2 separate regions of the Hordeum vulgare genome follow, and region 1 is linked to region 2. A link is a contact called in public Hi-C data. All regions are on one chromosome and are shown on one strand. Each heading gives the region's core, a stretch centred on a gene start, on an enhancer-like site or on the middle of the called end of the contact. The rest is flanking DNA. Distances are from core to core; before and after follow the strand shown. Region 1 holds the start of LOC123401283 (cyclin-dependent kinase A-2). Region 2 holds the start of LOC123402660 (beta-1,4-mannosyl-glycoprotein 4-beta-N-acetylglucosaminyltransferase-like).

The links. A called contact is a pair of places that touch in the nucleus more often than the background predicts.
Region 1: a Hi-C map of seedling shows a contact between it and region 2, with 2.4 times the contacts expected there. The contact joins the promoter of LOC123401283 here to the promoter of LOC123402660 in region 2. A contact is called at or near these places in 1 of 6 Hi-C or Micro-C datasets (seedling) and 1 of 1 datasets of contacts at active chromatin or transcription factors (embryo).

What each region holds. Positions count from the first base shown.
Region 1 is chr6H:28,758,831-28,764,433 of MorexV3_pseudomolecules_assembly, forward strand. LOC123401283 (cyclin-dependent kinase A-2) reads left to right here and starts at 1,861. Exons shown (of 8, transcript XM_045095055.1): 1 at 1,861-1,904; 2 at 1,997-2,181; 3 at 2,318-2,435; 4 at 2,577-2,750; 5 at 3,524-3,687; 6 at 3,786-3,873; 7 at 4,073-4,126; 8 at 4,841-5,339. The coding sequence starts at 1,896. The coding sequence ends at 4,930.
Region 2 is chr6H:28,569,088-28,574,729 of MorexV3_pseudomolecules_assembly, forward strand. LOC123402660 (beta-1,4-mannosyl-glycoprotein 4-beta-N-acetylglucosaminyltransferase-like) reads left to right here and starts at 1,772. Exons shown (of 2, transcript XM_045096595.1): 1 at 1,772-1,858; 2 at 2,347-3,744. The coding sequence starts at 2,513. The coding sequence ends at 3,667.

The sequences.
Region 1 (5,603 bases), core at 611-3,110, 190 kb after region 2:
TGAGGGCGTAAGATTTCTCTGTCGATCAAAGACGAACGACAGGCTCTCGCCTCCCGCGATTGGGGTAGAGGTTAATGGGCCGACAAAGGCCTGATGAACCACAAATCCCGGATTTTCTTCGGGAGTAGCAGCCCCTTAGGACAGGGCATCTAACGGCCAGAAATGACCCTAATGTGAGATCTAACGGCAAGAAATCATGACGGCGTAAGATTTCTCTGTCGATCAAAGACGAACGACAAGCTCTCGCCTCCCGCGATTGGGGTAGAGGTTAATGGGCCGACAAAGGCCTGATGAACCACAAATCGCGGATTTTTCTTCGGGAGTAGCAGCCCCTTAGGACAGAGCATCTAACGGCCAGAAATGACCCTAATGTGAGATCTAACGGCGAGAGATCATGAGGGTGTAAGATTGCTCGGTTTAGGCTCAGTTTTACTGTCCTAGACCCTAATGTGAGATCTAACGACCAGAAATCATGAGGGCGTAAGATTGCTGTGTCGATCAAAGACGAACGACAGGGGTAGAGGTTAATGGGCCGACAAAGGTCTGATGAACCACAAATCGCGGATTTTTCTTCGGGAGTAGCAGCCCCTTAGGACAAAGCATCTAACGGCCAGAAAGACCCTAATGTGAGATCTAACGGCCAGAAATCATGAGGGCGTAAGATTGCTCGGTTTAGGCTCAGTTTTACTGTCCTAAATGGTAACCGGGAATTCTTCGTGCATGTACCCTTTAGGACCAGCGCAATAGAGCCACGGTCGTCGCGTTGAACCCTTGCGCAATATGGTGGTGTAAACTTGATCATCCTCCGGGTTGGGTTAGGTTTGGACCGTGCTTGACAAAGTCCGGTGTCAAAATTCCAAGCCCGAGCCCGGAGCACATGAACAATGCCTTTTTATTAAAATAATTATATTTAACTTATAAAATAAAATAAAGTAATATACCTATATTTTGAATAAAGTATATATTTAATGCCATTTCGGGCTTTTGGGCGAGAAATTAGAGCCCGAATCCGGCCCGGATGCTGGCTTGGTGCCGGCTAGTCCATGCACATGTTTATGGTGGTGTTGGTCACATGAAAGATAAGCGAGTTGCAACCAGAGAGGCAAAAACGAACCCTACAATGCTTCTAGGTTGAAATTTGCGACGATTCAGTCAGGTGTTATAAGGCCTGCTAGAAAGCCCAATGAATTTACAACACAGTAACATATAGTTGACCATTAGGTTTTACGTAGCATAAAACATATTTTTCGTAAAGTTTTCATGCTAACTTGGTTTTCGTCGAAAACTATGACGTAACCAAACATGTCCGCCACATGAAAAATGACCTGAAAGGCTAAATATAGATGAACGGAAATAAATTGCTACACAACAAAGATCTCCACAATCTTTCATTCAGCGCAATCAATAGGCATCGAGCGCAATGATGGATTCGAAAAACACCCAAGATCTATCCGTGCAGGGGGGAGAAGGTTCGGTCCAGACGTCCCATGGGTTTTCTACGGAAGAATTTTTACCACAAACTGTCATCATCATCATCGTCAACAAACCAACGTGTTCATACAACCCCAATGAACTTGCCAGCAAACAATCACCAGAAAACCAAATTTGAAAAACCCAGAATTCATTCTGCGCATGGGCGGCCCATGACGTTCTGACCTGGCACTGGCAGGCCGGCCGGCCACCACGGCATCACGACGGAACGCGCGAGCGGTTTAATTTCTGATGACAGCGACGAGACGACGCCACGCACCACCACAAACCCCAACCCCAACCCCCAAGTCCACCACCACACACTGCCCTCCCCTCTCCCCCCCACCCCCACCCCACCCCACCCGCCGCCGCCGCCGCCGCCGCCGCCGCCGCCGATCCGCCTGCGCCGCACGGATCGCCGCGCCATGGACCAGGTGAGCCCGCGCGGCCCGTCCGATCGCCGCGCCGCCCGCTCTCACCCCCTCTCTCCGCCCGTAATGTCGGCATGTGTGTGTGTTGGGCGCAGTACGAGAAGGTGGAGAAGATCGGGGAGGGAACGTACGGGGTGGTGTACAAGGCCAAGGACCGCTACACCAACGAGACGATCGCCCTCAAGAAGATCCGGCTGGAGCAGGAGGACGAGGGCGTCCCCTCCACCGCCATCCGCGAGATCTCCCTCCTCAAGGAGATGCAGCACCGTAACATCGTCAGGTAACCCCTCCCCCGTCCCGTCTCTCCTCTCCGGCGGCAGGGTCTGGGCTGGATTCGGCCGCCGCCGCCGCCGCCGCGGAACGGATCATGGATCATGGATGGACCGGCTGGCTGGCTGACTGCTGCTGCCGTGCAGGCTGCAGGACGTGGTGCACAACGAGAAGTGCATATACCTCGTCTTCGAGTACCTCGACCTCGACCTCAAGAAGCACATGGACTCCTCCCCGGACTTCAAGAACCACCACATAGTCAAGGTCACAGCCGCCACCCCCCCTTTGATTTCGTTTACTACTTAGATTGCCGACTGTCGGTTACTGCTTACTGACAGTAGCTCTATTTGGCTGCGATCGCGTGGAAACGTGAAATGTGATGCTGTTTTTGTGCTCTGCCTGCAGTCCTTCCTCTACCAGATCCTGCGCGGCATCGCCTACTGCCACTCGCACCGCGTGCTTCACAGGGATCTCAAGCCCCAGAACCTGCTCATAGATCGCCGCACCAATTCGTTGAAGCTTGCTGACTTCGGATTGGCCAGGGCGTTCGGCATTCCTGTCAGGACATTCACTCATGAGGTACTTTTTGTGTTTTGCAGCCCGACGTTTCGTCGGTCTACTACATTCTGATTTATGGCGCATTTGCATTGGAGATGACAGTTGGAAAATTGTCCTGCCATGCTTTTATCAGGGGCACAATGCACTTAATTTTAAGCAGTTCCACTGGTACCTAGCAACCCCTTCTTCTTCATTTCAAGTCTGGAATGCATTTTGTACTTGAAATCAGTAGACCACATGTGCACATTTTTGCTGGTGTACTACTATCTGTCCTATTTGACTATCGGAGAGTGCATGTCTTCATCGAAAGAGATAACCATATACTATTGTTGCAAACTGAGGTTGGTGTCCTATTAGTGTTCACTGTTGTTTTGTACATCTTGAGACTGTTCGGCTATCTCCTTCCTCTTTAGCCTTTACCAAGTGTTTCCATAATCAACGGTAGATGATTTTGCTAGTCTCTTGTCGTAGTGTTACCTTGCCAATTTGTCTTTACTCTCCTGTAGGATGGATCACGTAACAAAAAGGCAAGAGAAACTAGGAATGTTATAGAACAATTGCTACATTTCCTGAACATACTATGGTTGTTACTATGGGCAAAAGAGAAGGAAATGTGAAGCTTCTGTTGTAGGAAAAAAATATATTCAAACTGTAGGCAAGCATAGCAAGCCTAATTTAGTTGGAGCTGGTATTCATATGATGATAATATTAACGAGCTGTTCTCATGTTACAACTTAGATCCTGCCCTTTTGCATTTGTTTTGATTTTTAATCTAAACAGAATGTTGTTTATAGGTGGTAACATTATGGTACAGAGCGCCAGAAATTCTTCTGGGTGCAAGGCAATATTCTACCCCTGTTGATGTGTGGTCGGTTGGTTGCATTTTTGCTGAAATGGTGAATCAGAAACCTTTATTTCCTGGTGATTCTGAGATTGATGAACTCTTCAAGATTTTCAGGTCTTTATCTTATCAACTTTGGTTGGTCTTGCTTTAAGCTCTTTCATGCATGTGAAGAAACAGCTAATCTTGGTTGCCAAATATTCTCTTTCATGCAGAATTATGGGCACTCCTAATGAAGAAACCTGGCCAGGTGTTTCTTCGTTACCTGACTACAAATCAGCTTTCCCCAAGTGGCCGTCCGTGGTAAGACATAAATGTTCTCTCATTGTTCTTGTGAAAAGGGGTTAAAATATGAAGTTGCCGTTAGGGGTCAGACCTTTTAGTTTCTCCTTGCTATGGAATTACTTGTGCACTGTTATTGTGCAAGTGTGTGGTGATTATACAACATTATACTGATTGTTACTATGGGATTTTGGTTCTAACCTGAGGGAGTTTGCTGCAGGATCTCGCAACTGTGGTTCCAACACTCGAACCTTTGGGACTTGATCTTCTCTCTGTAAGTTTCACAATCAAATGTTATTTGTTTCCATAATGTGTCATGGACTGTGCATTTGTGCTTATTATCTTGCTATTCGCATTCACTTTGGTTAGTGTGTGGATACATGGTGCTTCCTTTGTGAGGGGTTTGCAGTGCCTTGTTTTTATTGCATTTTCAATAATCTAAGCTGAACAATGTAAATTCCGCCTCTATTGCTGTGATCTTGTCTGTGCTTATTTGTATCCCTGTTGTCGCAGTCGTGAGACTATGTAGCAGCATTCTAAGTTGTACTTCTCACATGAATTCGGACAGACATGCCCAAAAAATAATAATCTTAGTCTAGTACAAACTGAAGTTGCCATGTTAAAAAGACATTTATAGATTGTAGGTGCATACGCTACCAGAATGTCACTTTGGATGCACATTGCTAATTTATCTAGGATGCTAAGCATTGGAACCCTTCTGAGTAGATATTGCAGTCGGTCCATTCCCATCATGGCTCTTGCATGATCTGTATTGCTGCATATGCAGTCATGAATTATGTACATCTGTGCTTCCTTTGATGTGATTATGTCACGAGCATATTTACCACATAACACCATTGATGATACATGTTCCTTATGATGGATTTATTTCGTTTATACCTTTCTGTTCTCTGGCATGAGTATATGATTTCTACCCATGTGCATTCATAACCTTGCTTTGCTGACTTCTCTCCTCGCCCTCATGCAGAAAATGCTCTGCTTAGATCCAAGCAGAAGAATCAACGCCCGAACCGCCCTCGAGCATGAGTACTTCAAGGATCTGGACGTGTCCTTGTAGATCGCGTCCCCTGCTCCACTGTAAATTAAGATCGCGTCGGTTGCTCGAGAGCTTCCTGAATCCTCCCGGACTGTGTGCTTCATTCTCTCCTATTCTTTCTGACTCTGGCTGTGTGTAGAGAGAAATGAGAACGGACGGTGCCGCCTGGTTCACCCTTCTGTGTAGCCCAGGCCAATTGAGAAACATCCTGGTGTTTCGGGAGCTCCGCATTGCGATTTCGCCCGTATTCATATGGACACCGACGCCGGCACCAGACTTGTGCATGTACGATAAATTTTGTAGTAGTAGCAGATTGTCAAGGGGCTGCAGTGTTTCATGAACTACCAACTGATGTGGCAATGTTTGGTAGTGTACTACTACTTGTACTTGGTAAACATCATTATCATCATGAATAGAATCAGTTCTGGTAGGGTCGATTCATTTGAGAACAAATACAAATGTGAGACCATGGGCGCTTCTTAAGTCGTGTTTGCATATTAACCTAGTTTTAAAGAGTAGGCCATGACATTCTTTTGGTGCTAAATTGACGTTATAGGGCACTAAATGGTGACGTAGCGGTTTACATGACGCTAAGTTGTACACGATGCATTTAGTGCGAGGCCCCTCCAAACGCTAGAACAGTGACATAGCGTGCTATTCACAAAAATAAGATGTCCTTTTTTTGCGAGGTAAA
Region 2 (5,642 bases), core at 522-3,021:
GGGTTTGAAGCTTTTTCCAATAACTGTTGAAGCAATTTTGGATGACGTTTGCAACAGTTGTATAGGCGCGGCAGGACGAGGGACAGAGGCTGGATCCGACGATGCGGGTGGCCGACGGGGACGGGAACTAGCGATGTGGGCAGCCGACGGAGGCAGGGACAGACGATATCAGCGGCAGCAACGCAGGGGCGCGCAGATGATGGGCCCCTCAGCCATGCACCTCACCACGTGCGAGAATCGTTCCGTCAGTGGATGAGAGGAGATCGCACAGGTCACATGCGTCTGGCCGAACGTTCGTCCGACGTTGCAACACTGCCAAGCGGCCTCAAAGTGACGCCCGCGTATCACCCTCGCAGCATCGTCATCTGGGCATACAGTTCGTCAGCACGCGACAGCCAATACCGTAGCTGGTCTTTGAAGCAGCTCTTATCGCTATAGCGGGCCGCTATCATTTCATTTCCTAATTGCAAGGGTTGCCCAAGACGCTTGTAGTTTTAGTGGGGCACTGGCGCCCGGCAGACCGGCCGCTGTATCTTGCCGGCGTCGCCGCGTGGTGGCGAAAGCTGGCTGCAGGGCGGCAACATCAGGCAACATCGGCCTGATGTTGCCGCATCCACTCCTCCACTCCGGCCCTCTGCCGCGGACAACACCAGGCAACATCGGCGCCCTGTAGTGCCTCAGTGAGCCGGCGGGCAGCTGCCCTCGCTGGATCTCGATTTTGCTAGTGCGCACCTAGTCAATTTCTCCCCTCTGAACGTCCTATCCTAGCAAGCTAGCTTAGAGGGTGCTTGGATCCAAGAGACTTATTTAGTCTGACTAAAAATAATATCTTTAAGGGCTCCTTTGGTACAAAGGAATTTCATTGGATTTTTAAAGGATTTAGATCCTTGGGATTTTTTCCTACGATGATCGTTTGATTTGTAGGATTGAAATCCTTTGGAATTTTTCCATAGGATTCGTTTATACTACATTTTGAAGGAAAATTTCCATACACTCAAACCTCTTTATAGAATTTCTTTGTTTTTCCTGTGCTATCAAACACACTTTCAAATCTTGTAGTGTAGAAAAGGACATGTCACTCTATTCCTACGTTTTTCCTATTCCTGCATTTTGAGAATCCTACAAATCAAAGAGGCCCTAAGAGGCTAAAGTTCCAAACACCCCTGACTAAAGAGGGGCTAAAACTAGTCTTGAGGCTAAAAATATTTAGTTAGGGGTACCCCTATTAAAATGTGGTTAAAACTAGTGTGACTAAAAATATCCGACGTCATTTATTCGTATGATTTTGTATTTTTATGTTTCTTTATTACAGCTGCGTCCCTTCAGAGATTTCTTTCAAGCTCCGCATGATTATATTAAACGAGCGGCTGTGCGGATAAGCCGGATGATTTGTAGCACGGGCCAATAAAATGAATTTGTGTCATCCGCGGGGCCAACGAGCAGCAGAAATGACCCGTCCTTGTTTCTTTTCTTGTCCGACGGCCCGGCCGGCTGGTTTGCACTCCACGTGGGAGGCTGGGGCCCAAAGCCCAACACGTGAGAGTGCATGCATAGGAAGGAGTAAATGGCGTGTGCTCATGGTGTGCTGGCCGGGCACGTCGAAGCGAGCTTGGAATTTTGCGTCAAGGACGAGGAAGGGATGGGTAGAAAAGTATACTGATAAAACAGGCGCCGGGCCAGGAGATCAAGTCAGGGCATTTCAGTCGGTTCAAACGTGGAGCTGACGGCCAAGGCGTGGAGCTGAGTACCATTCTACTCCTATAATTTATCTTCTTCGTCTTCCTCACGGCCGGCCGACGGCGGTCCGGTCCTCCGTTGGCGTTGGGGGATCCCTCCTCCCTTCTTTCTTCCGCATCAGGTACTACTTATTTCTTCTGAGTTTCGGCTCCGGTGCCTCCTCTGGCGCTCCCTCTGTACCTAAATACTTCTCCGTAAGGTTTTGCGGCCGGCCATCTGAATGATAGACAGGTGATGCTCTTCTTTGGTTTATCTCCGCAAGTTCTTACCGGCTCAGTTTTCCTTTAGCTTTCAGATTTCTTGCATGTAGTATGTACAAATCTGCTTCTTGTCTTACTTCACGCCTCTATGGTCTTTGCTTCTTGCAGCTCATCAGAACCTGAACTGAAAAAATCTACTTCTTGCAGCTCATCACAACCTAGTGTGTGTGTGTGTGTGTTACCTTTTTTCTGAATCTGTTCTTTTGTAAAGCTGTCTTCCCAAATTGAAAAATTCTTACCTATGCATATGCGCTTTCCATTTCTGTCCAACAGGCTAAAGCTGCATGGCAGCCCTTCTTAATTGTACCACTTTATTGCTCATTCTCTGATATCTTCTTGCATCATGCAGGATTGCAGGTTAATTACACAAACAGGCTCAGATTATTTCAGCGGAGTAATAAATAAAAGACTAAAAGACATTGGCTGCTTCACTGGATACGACGACTCTCACATGCTACTGAAATAAGAAGCTTAATTTCATCTCCTTTTGTGTGTATCTGTGTCATCAACTCATCATGATGGCCGGAAGCTCCGAGTATCGGCCTTTCAACTTGGCAGCAAGAGTAGGAAAGAGACGGCTCATACCTTTCAATTTCAAGTTGAAGTCGGCGGTACCCGCCATTGCTCTGTTTCTCACGGCCGTGGCCATCCTTGCCGGAATAACCCAGCACCACCGGAGCATCACCTACTTCCTGCGCCCGCTGTGGGACACGCCGCCCAAGCCCTTCACCGTCATCCCGCATTACTACGCCCCCAACACCTCCATGGCCGAGCTGTGTGAGCTCCACGGCTGGCGCGCCCGCGCCTCCCCTCGCCGCGTCTTCGACGCCGTCCTCTTCAACAACGAGCTGGACATCCTGGAGATCCGCTACCGCGAGCTGCTCCCCTACGTCCACAAGCTGGTCATCCTGGAGGCCAACGCCACCTTCACCGGCATCCCCAAGCCGCTCTCCTTCTCCGAGAACCTCGAGCGCTTCGCCTTCGCCAGGTCCAAGATCGTCTACGACAGGCTCCCCGTCGCCACGGCCACGGCGGGGTCTCAGGGGTCTCGTCGTCGGGAGGAGCCGTTCGACGTGGAGGCCAGGCACCGGCGGGCGCTGAACGCGCTGCTGCGGCGGTCGGGCATCGCGGCCGGGGACGTGGTGATCATGGCGGACGCGGACGAGATCCCGAGCCCGGAGACGGTGCAGCTGCTGCGGTGGTGCGACGGGGTGCCGGCGGTGATGCACCTGCAGCTGGAGAACTACGTCTACTCCTTCGAGTTCCCCGTGGACCGCGGCAGCTGGAGGGCGACGGCGCACATATTCAGCGAGCGCACGGCGTACCAGCACTCCCGGCAGAGCGACGTGATCCTGGCGGACGCCGGGTGGCACTGCAGCTTCTGCTTCAGGGAGATCGCCGAGTTCGCGTTCAAGATGAAGGCGTACAGCCACGCGGACCGGGTGCGGCGGGAGAGCTTCCTGGACCCGGCGAGGATCCAGCGGGTGGTCTGCGGCGGGGAGGACCTGTTCGACATGCTCCCCGAGGAGTACACCTTCAGGGATCTCTTCAAGAAGATGGGGCCAATACCCAGGTCGGCGTCGGCCGTGCACCTGCCTTCCTATCTGATCAAGAACGCGCACAGGTTCAGGTTCTTGCTTCCCGGTGGATGCTTGAGAAGACCAGCTTAAAACGATCACAATATAACTGTTTATTTGTGAGTTTGTCACGCGGCAACCTTATAACTTACTCATGCACACATGCCATATGCGCTGCTGTTTCAAACTGTGCAAAGCGCATCTCATTTGATGTGAAACAGAATTAGTTTATACTCCTCCGTTCTTAAATATAAATCTTTTTAAAGTTTTTATTAGGACACTACATACGAATGTATATAAACATATTTTAAAGTAAGATTCACTAATTTTACTTCATATGTAGCCCCTAATGAAATATCTAAAACTACTTATATTTAGAAACGGAGGGAGTACATGATTTATAGTTTACATTTCTGATTTTGCTAAAACTCAGCTAACTGAGATTTGATTTGGTCTCATTTACTTCTACAACCTTGAGATCAAAACACATGTCGCTGGCACAAATTTTTTTTGTTGCGTTGTTGTTGTTTCACACAAGAGGGCGAGAGTTGTTGTTGTTTCACGGAGATAATTGCAGGGCACTACCATATTTGGACATGTCGTGATGGATAGGTATCAATAGTCAAAAGTTTTACACGTCGGTACTACTTCATGGACTAATTGTTACGAAACGGCTGATAGCCGTATAAACCCATATTGACCACTATCTGACATACCTGGCTCGCATGTCACGCGACACGGTGGCTTACACGGACAAACCGGCTACCGAACCGGCTCGGTCGCTCGCCGTAACTGGCTCGGACCGTGTCGAACCGGCTAACCCTAGCCTTGCTCTCCCCTCTCCCTCTCTGCGCAGCAACTCCCGACGGCGGCGACCCCTGACGACGGTGACGTTGCGGGCGGGTACGGAGACCTTCCCGGCCTCTGGTGAGAAGACCACGTAGGTCTGGTTGTGGACGACGGTGGCTCCAGTTCGTACCACTCCTTCGACGATGATGAGGATTTGGAGGAGGAGGCGACGCTGTCCATGGAGGACAGGGTGAAGCTCGCAAAGATCTTGGTGTCCAACCCTACCAGTAGCCATCACTGGACCATTGGTGCTGGTGGCAGTGTGGTGTAAGTGCCTCTACTCTATCCCTCTTTTTTCCTAATTAAAATCTGGTGGGCTAAGGTTAGTTGCTCATTTGATGTTATTTCTGTCAACTGTAGTTTGCATGATGCTGTTTGGGAACTTTGGATTTACTTTGGTTCGCAGCCCAATTTGAATATGAAGCTATGTAGCTCAGATGTTACATTTGTGAACCTATATGCAGTGTTGCAAACACAAGGGTTTTATTTCTGTGATGAGCTGTACCACATAAAACATTTAGGCATAGGAAAGGAGAGAGAGCATGGCTTAGAATTAATTGACACAAACACAAACATCCTGAGCCTGCCCGGCCTTTGTCCGGCCAGCCGCCCCCCGCACCGAATTAAGAAGAGGCGAGCGAGGGGTGGGGGCGGTTACGGATAAGGCTGCACTAGCCCTGCACCACCCATGAGCCCCACTCACTCCTCGATGCAGCCGACGAGAGGGGAAACCAACGACGCATCGCCGCACATCTCCGTCAGACACCGGCATGTCACCGACGAGCCCTCCTCATTCGAAGAGGAGACCATGAAGACGGGTGCCTAGTGCAGCGAAGTGGTGGAGAGGATCTCTAGAGCCCATGAGCCGGGACAGTAGCGGGGGGATGAGCGTCGGGCGCGTCGCGGGTGAGGATGAGGGCAAGGCCTCATCGCGGGGCGCAGCGCGAGGGTGAGGCCTTGATGCGGGCGGGCGCGGCGCGAGGGCGAAGCCGAGTGCACGTGGCCACGACCTCGGCGCGGGCGGGATGAGCGTCGGGCGCGGGAGGGATGGAGCGCCGGGCGACCCTCAGCCCTCCCACGTGCGGCACTCGCGCCAGTTGGCTCTCGGCGCCCAACAATAATGGCCATGCATGGTGTAGCGTGTTGCAAATAAATGGTCGGTACGCCACAATACCTAAGACTGCCCATAATGGGAGTATCATAGGTAGTATCATGCATA